2 separate regions of the Rattus norvegicus genome follow, and region 2 is linked to region 1. The links are chromatin contacts, called in public Hi-C maps. All regions are on one chromosome and are shown on one strand. The core of a region is the stretch at or near the end of the contact, and the rest is flanking DNA. Distances in the headings are between cores, read along the strand shown. Region 1 overlaps Tspan18 (tetraspanin 18). Region 2 has its middle 8.2 kb from the start of Cd82.

The links. A called contact is a pair of places that touch in the nucleus more often than the background predicts.
Region 2: a Hi-C map of hepatocytes shows a contact between it and region 1, with 2.8 times the contacts expected there. The contact joins two enhancer-like sites. A contact is called at or near these places in 9 of 12 Hi-C or Micro-C datasets (the A7r5 cell line, the Rat2 cell line, Schwann cells and 5 more).

The regions. Positions count from the first base shown.
Region 1 is chr3:99,637,726-99,644,579 of GRCr8, forward strand. The region is part of intron 2 of Tspan18 (tetraspanin 18); the gene reads right to left. Among named protein-coding and RNA genes, the nearest start is that of Tp53i11, 41 kb to the left of the region's middle. Within about 2 kb of position 2,731, at least 41 of the 93 cell types and tissues checked have an H3K27ac peak or open chromatin away from gene starts, as enhancers often do. A contact at or near this core is called in hepatocytes and liver, where this site is marked.
Region 2 is chr3:99,891,386-99,898,500 of GRCr8, forward strand. No RefSeq gene overlaps it. Among named protein-coding and RNA genes, the nearest start is that of Cd82, 8.2 kb to the left of the region's middle. Within about 2 kb of position 1,471, at least 3 of the 93 cell types and tissues checked have an H3K27ac peak or open chromatin away from gene starts, as enhancers often do. A contact at or near this core is called in hepatocytes and liver, where this site is marked.

The DNA of each region.
Region 1 (6,854 bases), core at 1,481-3,980:
CACCCAACAATCCTCTCACACTTCTATTTATTTAACCATCCACCTATTGACTTACCCATCCATCCATCTACCCATCTACACATCCACCCATCCGCCCATCTGTCTGTCCATCTGTCAGTCCGTCCATCCATCCATCCATCATCCATCAATCCATCCACTTGCTTACCATCCTACCTGGCCTGTCTGGTGAAGATACCCAGAAACTGGCCCTGGTTGGAGGGAAAGGTCTATATACTCTGCTTTGACAGGACTCAGCTAAAAAAGGAAAAAAAAAACAAACAAACAAACAAAACAAAAAACAAAAAAACAACCTCCAGGAAGGACAGAGGGAGGGCTTCCAGGTCTGACAAGCTCAAAAGCTTTAGATAGAACTTCACCAGGGATAGAAAACTGACTTGTCACAGCTCTGGGGTCATTCTGGGAAGTGTGGTTCTGTGGCTAATTCATCCTTGCCCATGGGGTTTAGGGGAACAGGGATGGATCATGGTTTCCCAAGCTCTCCTCTTTCCCAGCCTAATCCCAGCCCTGGTCCAGTTCTGTCACACATGTCTACCACCCCAGGCCATGATCCTAACTGAATCCTGTGCTATTTCCTCTGAATACAGCTGCTAGGGTAGGGAATGAAGGTTACACGGGAGCCAGCCCAGTGTCCAGGAGGAGCAGGTAGTTAGCAGTTACCTCCTCACCAAGGAGTCTCCACTTCGAGTATGCTGTCTGGTGGCACACAGGCCATCTTTGAGGTCTCCCCCACCCCTGTTGTCCACATACCCTTTTCCCTCTGTCTGGACAGCCTGTCCCACAATCTAACTCTCACCTGCCTAGAAAATGTAGCTCCATTCACTTCAGAGCCTGGGACAGCCCCTGCCTTACCAGGTCCTTACGTGGGAAAGTCACTCTGAGAACTGCAATGAAACCAAAGGTGGCGGAAAGAATCCAGAGTGACAGAGGTGAGCTGTGGAGGGCTGAGAGACTGTGGTCCTCGGGGTCATTACATACCAGGAGTAAATGGATGTCTGACCCGAACCCCTGGTTATGAGTGGAGGAGGGTGTGGGGAGGACCATGGATGCATGGTCAGCCTCAGTACAAATGGCTACGCGGCCATATTCAGGTTAATTGTTCCAACGCTGTGCCAATGAATAGGAATCATAAAAGAAAGCATTTCCCAAGTATCTGACTTTGCCCAGCCATCTCTTCTCCTCTTTTATTAAGTATTTACCGAGGAGGTGGGCAACAGGACCCCCTTAGAGCTGAGGAAACAGAGATGATATCAGGGTTGCCTGAGTTTGCCTACCTGCTTAGTAAGGTATTTCTGATACAGATACTGTGTGTAATTTAACTGAAAAATCAGAGCTCCTGGAAGGACAGGGTCCATGGGACAGAGGCAGAGGCAGCCCCTGAGACAGGAAGGGCCATACCTTGTTCTCCAACATCTCTGACCTGAGCTAAGCAGCTGAGCACAAAGCCTGAGAAAGCTGCTGTGCTCGAATCCTCCCTGAACCAGCTGGAGACTGTAGGGGCGGGATCTGGCCCTGCCGTCCCCTGACAGATGGGAGCCTCTAGGACCTGAGAGGGCAGGATAGGGCTGAGGTTAGGCAGCGCCCTGGGGCTTTCCTCGGCAGGCTCCCGCCTGGGCCGGACAGCTTTATTAATCTTGCCCCTCTCACGGCCCCAGATGGCAGCTCAGCCCATCTGCAGGGATGTGGGGCTAGGAGGGGTGCTCTGAGTAAGAAGAATAGCTGGGTTCATAAATCACTCCTCCTGCCTTCAGTACCCCCAGAGCAGGATGGAGAGCCATCGAGGACTCACATCCCTAAGTCGCATACACCGGGCCAGCAGAGGGTGCTGTGGTCCTGGGTGGAGCCGCTGCTGGGTCCCAGTGCAACTAGAGTTCGGAGTCTACTCCAACAAGCTGAGAATGGCGTATCTCCTGTGTCCTCTCCTCTGGAGGAGCCTGTACCTCTCCCCTGGAACGTGAGCACGCTCAATTCCTACTCCCGACCCCACCCACGGTCATTGCCAGGACGGAAGAGGATGATTGATTAGCTGCAAGCACTTACACACCCAGTGGATTGCCATTCTTCTCTCAGTATCTACAGAGACAGCCCTGGGTATGGTGCAGCGGAGGCCCACGTCTGTGTTCTCCCTCAGCTGCCACCACCACTCCAGTGAAGACCAATGATCCAGTCCCCAGAGAGCAGTATTAACAGCCACATCCTCAGAGCGCCTGGGCATGCCAGGCAGGACTCAGGATAAAATGCCTGAGCCCAGTGTTGTCTGGAGGGGCCCTGGAGGTCCGGGGGTGGGGGAGGGGCTGACTTTTTTTAAAATGTGAACTGTAAGCTCACTTGATCCTCCAAACGGCTCAGCGAAAGTTCATGGTTTTATCACTGTGGTAGACAGGATGAAGCCACAAGGCGGCAAGTGGCTAGAAAGTCCCAGAAATGGGAAACCATGACCGAGATGGGCGCGTAAACCCACACTAGCATGTAAGGCACTTGTGAGCACAGCACCGGCTAGGACCATCGAGTTCTGGCTAGGGGGTGGGGAGGGCTCTTTGGCTCACCGGCAGTGCCTCTGGGCATCTTCCCAAGACAGACACAGACGGGCCGGGCTCGTAAACAAGCAATTGGCTTGAAATCCTGGGGAGTCTGCCCGTGGCACAGGGCAGACGCAGTGAAGGGGGGCGGGGTTGAGAGCCTAATTAGGCTCCAGAGGGGCAGTGCCTGAGGGGAGGGCCACTGTAGTGAAACCGAATTCAAAGGACAGCCTTCCCTGCTGGGAGCTCACTGAGCCTTGAATACCCTGGGCTGCAGGGCAAGGCAGCATCTGGGAGGCCCCATTTCAACATTGTGAGCCTAGCCAGTTTTAGGGCTCCAGCTCTGCCAAGAGACCCCTGTTGCATTCAGACACTTCCCAGGGCTCCCCCCACCAGAGAATGCTCAAAGACAGCAACGTGGTGGGTGGGGACTGTTTCTAACTCCTCATTTCACAAGCCACACACATGTCCAGAACCACAAACTCCGGCAACTGTGCTGCCGACCCTGTACCCCGTGTCCTCTTCAGAATGTTCTTTGCCTTGGGCTGACTAGCAAAAGCACTTGACGCCCTGACTTCGCTGGGTTGTCTACACCAGGAGGGGACATTCCTGTGTCTCAGACCCAACACACTACAAGCTGGAGGAGCTACTGAGACAAAAGTTCTTTTCCCCAGATCAAGCCCTCCAGGGACAGCCAGCCTGCTGTACTCCCTCTAACTCCGAGTGCTGGGTGCATTTCAGCTGCAGAAGGCCTGGTCTCAGGCCTTGTTCAGCAGGCCCTCGGCCTCATGGAGGCTTCCGCCCATCCTCATCTGCTCTTCCTTTCTGTCTTTCATCTCAGAGCCTGAGTTGGAAGAGACCTTTTGAAAGGCTTAGTGATCCATCCCAAAATACTCAGTGCTGTTGCTGGGGCAACCTGGCCTATCACACAGCCATGATTGAAAGGGTAAATGGGTTCACGGGTATTAAGGGGGCCTGGGAACTGGGAGGGCAGGGGCACAGGTCTGACTGGGAGAGAGGGGGCATAGGAAACCCCAGGAATTCCTGATGGAGCTGTCTCCCAGCCCCCACAGGAAATGGATCTTGATCACCATTGCTGTGATGTGTCTGACAGACTCAAACAGGTGACACAGGGAAGTCAGGCAGAGGGAGAGACAAGGAATGTGCTAGCCAAGAAAACATGGTGGGGTGGGCTAAGGGGTTGCCCTGAAGGAATTTCCCTATTTGCAGGTGGGAAACGGAAACTGCATTTCCCTGGACGTGTCTCACACGAGTCTCACCATTACCCCACAAATCAGGTCACTATCATCCCTTCCTGACAGCTGAGGAGCTGATCAGAGAGGTGAAGTTACCTGTCCAAAGTCACACAGCTGCCAAGCAGCAGGCTGCAAGCCAGTGTTCTCTACCCTAGCCTGCCCTTCAGAAGCCATGTCAGGAAATGTGGTGCCAGCCAGTCACTCACAGCAGCAAACAGGAGACACGCTCACAGACCTTACAGGTCCCAGCTCCCTTTCAGAGATGAGGAAATTGAGGCATCAATTAGCACCATCTCTAATCAGTCAATAGATGTCAAAGACCCTCTGAGAGGACAGTCTCACTCTCATGCCTCTCCAGGTGCGGAAGTTCTTTCTGGTATCTAACCAAATTCACACCTGCTTTAGCTCAATCACACCCTTGCACCACTCCTTTTGCCTGACACCCTCTGAGCCCCTCATTTTGTGCTCTCACTTGATTCTTACAACACGGAGTCAGAGAGAGGTGATTGTTTTATGGGGAGAGGGAACCAGAGAGGTTAAGTGGCACGGCTACACCCAGACCTGCTTGCTTTAGCCAGGCACTTGGCCTTCTGTTTTGCTGCCACTATGATGCCGTAGTTCCTTCAGTCCCCTGGACACATCAGTGTCACTGCCTGCCTCTCTCTGTATTAAATTTCACCTCCTCTTATCTGAACTGCCGGGAGACTCAGATTCTAGGCTGATGATGAATCTCTCCAGAGGCAGCAGGTGCCTTCCTGGTGCCGAGACAGCATTTCTGGGCCTCCCCTCCCTCAAACCAGGTCCTCAGACCCACAGCTGGCTCCCCATAGCCCAGACTAGGAACCTCCTTAGTAGCAGAAGCAGAACTCAGACCGGAGAGGGCTCCCTGGATAATATTGCTGATGGCGGGGCTTCCAGTGCAGCTACATCCGTTCTCACATGACCATGGTGCCTGCCACCCGGTCATGCAAGCCTAATACCCAAGCTAGCTCCCTGGAAACTACGTCAAGGTAGAGGGAAGCGACTCTACAACATTGCTGTCTAACTCCATGTGACAGCTATGGCATGTACAACCCCAGCACATAATGACGATGATGATGGTGATGATGGTGGTGATGGTGGTGGTGGTGGTGATGATGATGATATAAGTTTAAAAATTAAAAACATCAGTTCAGCTACTCCCAGGAGTCATCAAGAAAGATGTGTGGGACAGATGGGCGGGGGAGGGTGGGAAGGAGACAGACAGGGGCTGGTCACTATTCCCACACCACTCAGAGATGGGAGAAGATGCTGGCTCTCCCAGACAGAGCTCTAGCTGGGTCTCCTACTTGATCCTGGCTTTTATCCAACACACTGAGGACCAGAAACAGTCCAGACTTCTGAGTTAGTCAGGACTAGGATTATTTGAATACCTCTAACCCCAAATCCATGAGTATCACATGAGCTCTCCGGGAGCTTCATGCTTCAGATTTTCTTTTCTTTTCTTTTCTTTTTTTTTTTTTTATTAACTTGAGTGTTTCTTATTTACATTTCGAGTGTTATTCCCTTTCCCGGTTTCCGGGCAAACATCCCCCAATCCCTCCTCCTCCCCTTCTTTATGGGTGTTCCCTTCCCCATCCTCCCCCCATTGCCACCCTCCCCCCAACAATCACGTTCACTGGGGGTTCAGTCTTAGCAGGACCAAGGGCTTCCCCTTCCACTGATGATCTTACTAGAATATTCATTGCTACCTATGAGGTCAGAGTCCAGGGTCAGTCCTTAGGTAGTGGCTTAGTCCCTGGAAGCTCTGGTTGCTTGGCATTGTTGTTCATAAGGGGTCTCGAGCTCCTTCAAGCTCTTTGAGTTCTTTCTCTGATTCCTTCAACGGGGGTCCCGTTCTCAGTTCAGTGGTTTGCTGCTGGCATTCGCCTCTGTATTTGCTGTATTCTGGCTGTGTCTCTCAGGAGCGATCTACATCCGGCTCCTGTCGGCTTGCACTTCTTTGCTTCATCCATCTTGTCTAATTGGATGGCTGTATATGTATGGGCCACATGTGGGGCAGGCTCTGAATGGGTGTTCCTTCTGTGTCTGTTTTAATCTTTGCCTCTCTATTCCCTGCCAAGGGTATTCTTGTTCCCCTTTTAAAGAAGGAGTGAAGCATTCACATTTTGATCATCCGTCTTGAGTTTCATATGTTCTAGGCATCTAGGGTAATTCAAGCATTTGGGCTAATAGCCACTTATCAATGAGTGCATACCATGTGTGTTTTTCTGTGACTGGGTTACCTCACTGAGGATGATATTTTCCAGTTCCAACCATTTGCCTATGAATTTCATAAAGTCATTGTTTTTGATAGCTGAGTAATATTCCATTGTGTAGATGTACCACATTTTCTGTATCCATTCCTCTGTTGAAGGGCATCTGGGTTCTTTCCAGTTTCTGGCTATTATAAATAAGGCTGCTATGAACATAGTGGAGCACGTGTCTTTTTTATATGTTGGGGCATCTTTTGGGTATATGCCCAAGAGAGGTATAGCTGGATCCTCAGGCAGTTCAATGTCCAATTTTCTGAGGAACCTCCAGACTGATTTCCAGAATGGTTGTACCAGTCTGCAATCCCACCAACAATGGAGGAGTGTTCTTCTTTCTCCGCATCCTCATCAGCATTTGCTGTCACCTGAGTTTTTGATCTTAGCCATTCTCACTGGTGTGAGGTGAAATCTCAGGGTTGTTTTGATTTGCATTTCCCTTATGACTAAAGATGTTGAACATTTCTTTAGGCATTTCTCAGCCATTTGGCATTCCTCAGCTGTGAATTCATTCTTTAGCTCTGAACCCCATTTTTAATAGGGTTATTTGTCTCCCGGTGGTCTAACTTCTTGACTTCTTTATATATTTTGGATATAAGGCCTCTATCTGTTGTAGGATTGGTAAAGATCTTTTCCCAATCTGTTGGTTGCCGTTTTGTCCTAACCACAGTGTCCTTTGCCTTACAGAAGCTTTGCAGTTTTATGAGATCCCATTTGTCGATTCTTGATCTTAGAGCATAAGCCATTGGTGTTTTGTTCAGGAAATTTTTTCC
Region 2 (7,115 bases), core at 221-2,720, 250 kb after region 1:
TGTTTATTCTTGACAGGGTTTCCACTAACACAGGGCATCGAGGTGCAGGGCAGAAGATGCACTGCGTGTTGTCTGGGTCAGTGTTCTACTGCTGTGAAGAGACACCACAGCCATGGCAGTTCTTGGAAAGCCTTTAATTGGGGCTTGCTTTCAGTTTCAGTCTGTTATCAAAATGGCAGGGAGCATGAAGGCACACAGGAAGACATGATGCTGGAGAAGTAGCCAAGAGTTCTGTACCTGGAGCCACAGACAGCAGAAAGAGAGGGATACTGGGACTGGCTCAGATTTGTGAAACATCAAAGGCTACTGCAGTGACACACTTTCTCCAACATGGCTATACCTCCTAATCCCTCTTAAGTAGTGCCACTCCTGATGACTGAACATTTAAATATAGGAGCCTGTGGGGCCATGCTTATTCAAACCACCTCAGTACACTTAGTCACAGTACTTGCGGGGTAGAAGCTGGAGCATCCGGAAGTCAAGGTCAGCCTCAAGAAAGGTGGGAAGGGGAAGAGAGGAAAGAAAGAAGGGAGAGAGGGAAGGGTGGGACAGTCACAGTGCACAGCACAGGCCTCCCTTCCTGAGGCCTCCAGGCAGTTTGGCTTTCTCATAGCAAGGCTTCTGGTTTCTGAACACTTGAAGGATGAGACTGAAGCCTGTGAGATCCAGCCTTGGAAGTCAGGTGTGTCTTCCCAACCATGCCACAGCCGAGATCGGACAGGAGCACTATGTTCAAAGGGAGAAGATGGTGAGCCTCCTCTGAGAAGGCAGAGTTCTAGGGTAGGTGTTGTGAGAAGCTGCTGCAGGCTTCAAGTGTGTCCTCAGCGAGACGGAGTGGAATTTCCTTTGACGAGAACTGCGAATTGAAATGAAGTTCATTTAAAGCAAGAACAGTCTTCAGAATTTTCTAGACAGAGGAAACCCCTCCTGCTCCTTGGCCAGCCCTGTTGCCTTAACATTGTGAACTTGAACAAATTTGTTTTTCAATCTCCCTAATAATGTTCATTCTTAGAATGCGTGCATCCTGTGTGTGGGAACAGAGGTACAAAAAAGCATTTGCCCAATGTCAAGATGATGAAGAAAAGGGAAAGGCCAACTCTGTAGCATCTCACAGACTTCTGTCAGTTTTAGCTGCAGAAACTGTACCCCAAGAAGAGCTTTGAATTGAGCCCTATCCAGAGATCCAGATTCTGAGCACTCAGTACAGGATAAACACCCTTCCCCAAAGGTCCACTTGGACTAGAGAGCTTCCCCAGGGGATGCCAGCAGCACCGAACTGTCATAAAGGATGCTGGCCCCAGAGCTCGCAGCATACCTCTGTTGCACTGCTTCTGTGCCTACCCCACGTCTGAATCTATGAGTTCCCACCACTACCACCTCCACCTCCAGTCTGTGGCATGGGCCTGCTCAGCTGAGACACTGACCTGTATTTTCTTGGCCTGTGGAACCATAGCATTCTGACCTCAAAACCCGTCCCAGCTGGGTCACAGCCAGGGCAGCAACCTTGTGTGCACTGAAGAGCCTGGGTGCACTCTAGCAGCAGTGATTTAACCAAAGCTTACCCAGACCTGACTTTACCTACTGTCCCTCTGAAGGCCCAGGGGAACCACCTACCTTGGCCTGAGGTGTGTGGTTATTAGCAGTTCCAGGAAAGTGATTGTGGCAACTGTGGCTTTAAAGGTGACGAGTTACAGAACCTAGCAGCCCTGCTTTCTGTCTGTACAGGGGTGGAAGCCTGAACCTACCACACACTTGACTCCCAACTTCTGCTGTGCTTTGGTTTTTCCTATTACCTTCTTTTCTCTTTTAACTTATTCTTCTCCCATATATACCTGAGCGCAGTTTCCCCTCCTTCCCCTCTCTCCCCTCCCCCTAGTCTCTTCCCCATTCTGTGGTCCACACTCCTTCCACCTCTGCTCAGAAAAGAGCACCACTCAGGAGCCATCAACCAAACATGGCACAACAATCACAGTAAGACCAGGCACATGTTCTCACATCAAGGCTGGACAGGCCGCCCAGTAGGAGGAAGAGTCCCAAGGCAGGCAGAAGAGCCAGGGAGAGCCCCTGTGCCCACTGTTAGGAGTCCCACTAGAATGCTTTACAACCATAGCAGAGGACCTAGGTCAAACCCATGAAGGCTCCCTGATCTCTGTAAGCCCTCATGAATCCTGGTCAGTTGATTCTGTGGGCCATGTTCTTATGGTGTCCCTCATCCCTGTAGCTCCTCCAGCCCTTCTTGTCCTTCCTCTGCAGGATTCCCCAAGCTCTGTCTAGTGTTTGGCTGTGGGACAATGCATCGGCTCCCATCAGTTGCTAGATGACATCTCTCTGATGACAATTATGCTAGGCTCAGGTCCCAGCACATCCTGCAGACATAACAAACCATAGATCAGTGTTGTGTGACTGGGTTTGTGTCCCAGTCCCTCCACTTGAGGCCTTGGTTGATTGACGAGAATGGCCAGTTCGGGCTTCGTGTCCCCCATTAAGGGAATCTTCTCTAGTGTCACCCTCATAGATTCTATGAGTTTTCCATTGTACTAGGTTCCACCTCACTCTGGAAATGCCTCCCATTTCCAGTCATCTCTCTCCCCCTCCAACCTGATCCCTCCTGTTCCCATCCCCTTCCACCCACAGTCCACCCTGGAGTCTATTCTATTTCTTCTTCCCAGGAAGATCCTAGCATCGCCCACTAAGCCCTCGCTGTTACTAGGGTCTCTATCTGTGGATCGTAGCATGACTGTCCTATACTTTACAGACAAAATCCACATATGCGTGAGTACACAGCGTGTCTGTCTTCCCACCAGGGACTCTTGAATGCTTAAAAAAACAGAGGCGTGTAATAACCGGACGCTACTCCACATTTCACATTTCATTATTTGGCGATCTCTGCATCGAGGTCACTAGATCATTAATACTTCATTCACAATTTCCTGTCACAACTGTTTTTTCCCTTTGCAAGCATCAGCTCCTCTCCAAGATGGGGGATGGGCACTCCAAACATGCATGAACCTACACCATAGTAGCTGTGAGTTTATTTATTTTTGTTTGTTTTTAGACAGGGTCTTTCTATTGTGAAGCTCTGGCTGTCCTGGAACTCAATACATAGATCAGGCTGGCCTCACAAAAATCTACCTTCTAGATGCTATTCTTTTCGTTTTAAAATTTATTTATCTACTTTGTTATTTTATTTTATTTTATTTTGGTTTTTTTTTTTTTGAGATCTCACTACATGGATAGAATTAAAGGCATGTGTTAGCATGCCTAGACAAGATCTGTTTTAATTATTTTTATTTAATACTTTCGTGTGTGTGTGTGTGTGTGTGTGTGTGTGTGTGTGTGAATGCTGTAAGTGTGTGGGCTCCCAAAGAAGCCAGAAGAGGGTGTCTGATCCCTTAAACTGTAGTTTTAAACAACTGTGAGCTATAAAGTGGGTGCTGGGAACTGAACTGGGGTCTTCTGCATGAGCAGAACAAGGTTTGAACCCAGGAGCCATCTCTGCAGCCCCCTATGTACTTGTACTATGTACTGTGCACTTTTGTAACTGACATTCCTATGATACTTTAATGGTTAAACAGCTGATTGTGAACCATGCACCAAAGTGAGTTTTAAAAGTATCTGTAAAATCATGACTCCCAAAACCCAGATTTATTCAATAACTACAAAGAAGTCCTGTCGTTTTCTGCAGTAGAGCACACCGGAGGCCATTACCCACAGCTCCCATGCTCCCTTGTAAGGGCTGCTGGGGAGGCCAAGCCCACATAGAGGAGACCCATGGTTCTGTGTGGCTTTTTGTGGGCCTGTGTGAGCAAGCGTCTGTTTGCCTCAGTTCAGGCATACACAATAGCAGACTAAAGAAACAGATCCAGGTGTCTAGCCGGGTAAATCCGTGGGTCTCTTGGAGTTACTCCAGGGAGCACAAGTGACTCTCAGGCACCTGGAGCAGCAGCCAAGCCCTTCCCAGCAGGGGAGAAGTCTCATGAAGGCTGCATCCTGGAGCTCCTAACACATAGGCAGCTCTACTGGAGTCTCCTCTCCCTGGCAAAGCTAATTTATAACCGTGGGGAGGAAGGGGCCCTGTGAGTCCTGTACACTGCGGAGCACCAGGAGCCTTGAACGCTTCCTTAGCTTTCTGAATCTTTCCAGCCTCCTTCCTCTCCTCCCTCGTATACACCCTTCGGAGGGAATGTTTCATTTCAGAGGAAACAGCTGCACGAAACTCCTCTAAACAATGTCATGTCCAGTCCCCATCCTCCCGGAGGTGGATGAGAAGGTACGGGAGAGGGAGAGGTGGGAAGGACAGTCCCCACACCTGAGCTGGAGTGCACAGGGCAAGAGAGTCTTCGACAAGCTAAATCCAGGGTCAAACAAAATCCCCTCAGCCTCAGGCTGGACTTGCTAATACTGGTGCTCCAGAGGGGGTTTGCCAGCCCGGTTTACATTGGGACTTTCAGGCCAATCAAAACAAAACACTCTAATAGCCCCAAAAGTCTGTGGTGGGGCCATATAGACGTCCTCTCCCTGACTCTTGAGTTGGGAAAGTTTTGAGTCTGTTGCCAGCGTTTAAAACCTGGGAAATGTCACATTAACCTTCAACTGTATGTTTTCTGCTGTGAGAACAAAGAAAAGGAAGAAAAGAAAAAGGAAAGAAGAAAAGAAGGAAGGAAAGAAGGGAGGAAGGAAGGAAGGAAGGAAGGAAGGAAGGAAGGAAGGAAGGAAGGAAGGAAGGAGTCTCTTGATGTGAGTTGGAACTGGGTAATACCTGCAACTGCTTAGTAGACCCGGGCTGCAGCTGGACAGACAGAGGGGGCTGCAGTTGCCCACCCCAGTTGCAACATCCAGCATCCAGATGGCCACAGCTTCTGACTCTGTCACTCACTCCACCCATGTCTCCCCTTTAGTTCCTATAGGAATGCATAGATACAGGCTACCATTCATACAGTGTTCTGGTGTGAGATGGCTCTAGCCCAGGCTGTTTTCTTATCATGTTACCTTGGTACCAGCCCCTTTGAGGACCTCTCAGTGCTGGTTTTCTCACCTTTGAGCTCTCATTTTACGCATTTTACGGGAAATGTGAAGGAACAAGCTTACTCCTTGCTCTAAAACGAGGTCATCTATCGCCCCCTAATGTCCACACTTGCCGGTGCAGCCAATCTTCGGGCCTGAGAGAAATCAGAGATTGTGTGTGTGTGTGTGTGTGTGTGTGTGTGTGTGTGTGTGTGTGTGTGTGCGTGCACGCGCACAAGAGAGAGATATGGGGGACAGACAGATAGAGAGACAGACAGAAAGACACAAAAGAAGTAAGACTGAGCTTGTTTCCTGTGTGCATTGTCATCTCCTCAAACCAGTCAGGGTCTCATGTTAACTCCCTGTGGTTGGGGACCTGAAGAATTATTTGGACCTCACCTAAGGCCCCAACTGCAGACATTCTCCTGACTCAGACCTTGGTCACACAAGTCAGTGTTGGTCGGTGCACAGGACAGTGACCTGTGCCTGGAGGTAGCTGTAGTAAGGGGACTGCAGTTACAGAGTAATAGAAGACACTTTGGAGTCACTGAGGGGAGGAGTGGGCCTGGGCAGGAGAGGGAGTAGGTTCAAGCTTAGGGTTCAGGAGGAGCTTCTCAACCACAAGACCACAGTGCAGAGCAGATGTGACAAATATTGCTGTTCCCACCCTTTGTTTGAAGTCCCAGGAGGGAAGCATAAACTGCAGTGACCACTGCCTGGCCCAGCCCCTTGAAAAGCCAGTTTTTTCCTGACTGTCCCTTCTCAATCCTAGCCTGGGCAGACAGTCTGTGGGGGTAGGGGAAGTCTAGGTTACTGCACCCACAGCTCTCCAGAGAGCCTAGAACTTGTTATTCTCCTGCCTCAGTCTTTCACATGCTGAGATGACAGAGCTAAGCCTCCATGGCTAGCTAGATCCATATTTAAGGACCTTGCTTTGCAGAGGAGAAAACAGAAGAGGAAGGTAGTTCAAGACACTTGGCTCCGATGGAGGTGGCTCAAGTCCTGTCACCTTGACTCCAGGAGCTGTCAGCCATGTCTGGTCAACTGATCAGTGCCCACTGTGGCTGGTGTCTGACATCTTCTGGGTCCCCAGAGAGGAGATATTTGCAGGACCAAAGAGCAAGCCGTGAAATACCAAAACTGTTGAATAAATAAACAATTTTCTCTTTAGAGAGAACTTCATCTCAGGTATTTTGTTAAGAGAGACAGACTAACACAGCAGGCCTGACTCCAGCCCTCAGAAAGCCTGAATCAAAACCTTTGTCATGCATGCCATGTGCAATGGTCTATTACCATCCAAGGTGCCTCCCTCTTTGAGCTCCAGTCTTGTAAAGCATGGTCATATTTTGGGTTTTACTGCTGTAAAGAGACACCATGACCAAGGCAACTCTTGTAAAGGACAACATTTAATTAGGGCTGCCTTACAGGTTCAGAGATTCAGTCCGTTATCATCATGGCAGGAAGCATGGCAGTATCCAGGCTGGCATGGTTCTGGAGGAGATGAGAATTCTACATCCTGTTCCAAAGGCAGCCAGGAGAAGACTGTCTTGTGGGCAGCTAGGATGAGGGTCTCAAAGCCCATGACCATAGAGACACACTTCCTCCAAATAGGCCACACCCACTCCAACAAGACCACACCCACTCCAAATAGGCCACACCCACTCCAACAAGGCCACACCCACTCCAACAAGACCACACCCACTCCAAATAGGCCACACCCACTCCAACAAGGCCACACCCACTCCAAATAGGCCACGCCCACCCCAACAAGGCCACACCTCCTAATAGTTCCACTCTCTGGGCCAAGCATATACAAAGGAAGAATAAACTCAGGCATAGACAGATGAGTGAGGCCTGGCCAAGGCTTCAGCTTTGTAAAGAGGATATGGTTCAAAAGAAGAGACTGATGAAGACCAAGGTGGGGTGTGTGGCTATGGTGAGGGTGGTGACAGAGTTGCTGGTTGTGATGCTAGAGATGCTGCTGCTGCGTGAGGAAGGAGAAAGTGATGGTCGTGGTGTTAGCGACAGATGTGAGGGGGCTGGTGACGGTGGCCATGCTGAGGCACAGTGCACAGTGGTGGTAGTGGTGACTGCTGTGTTCACCGTGTTGT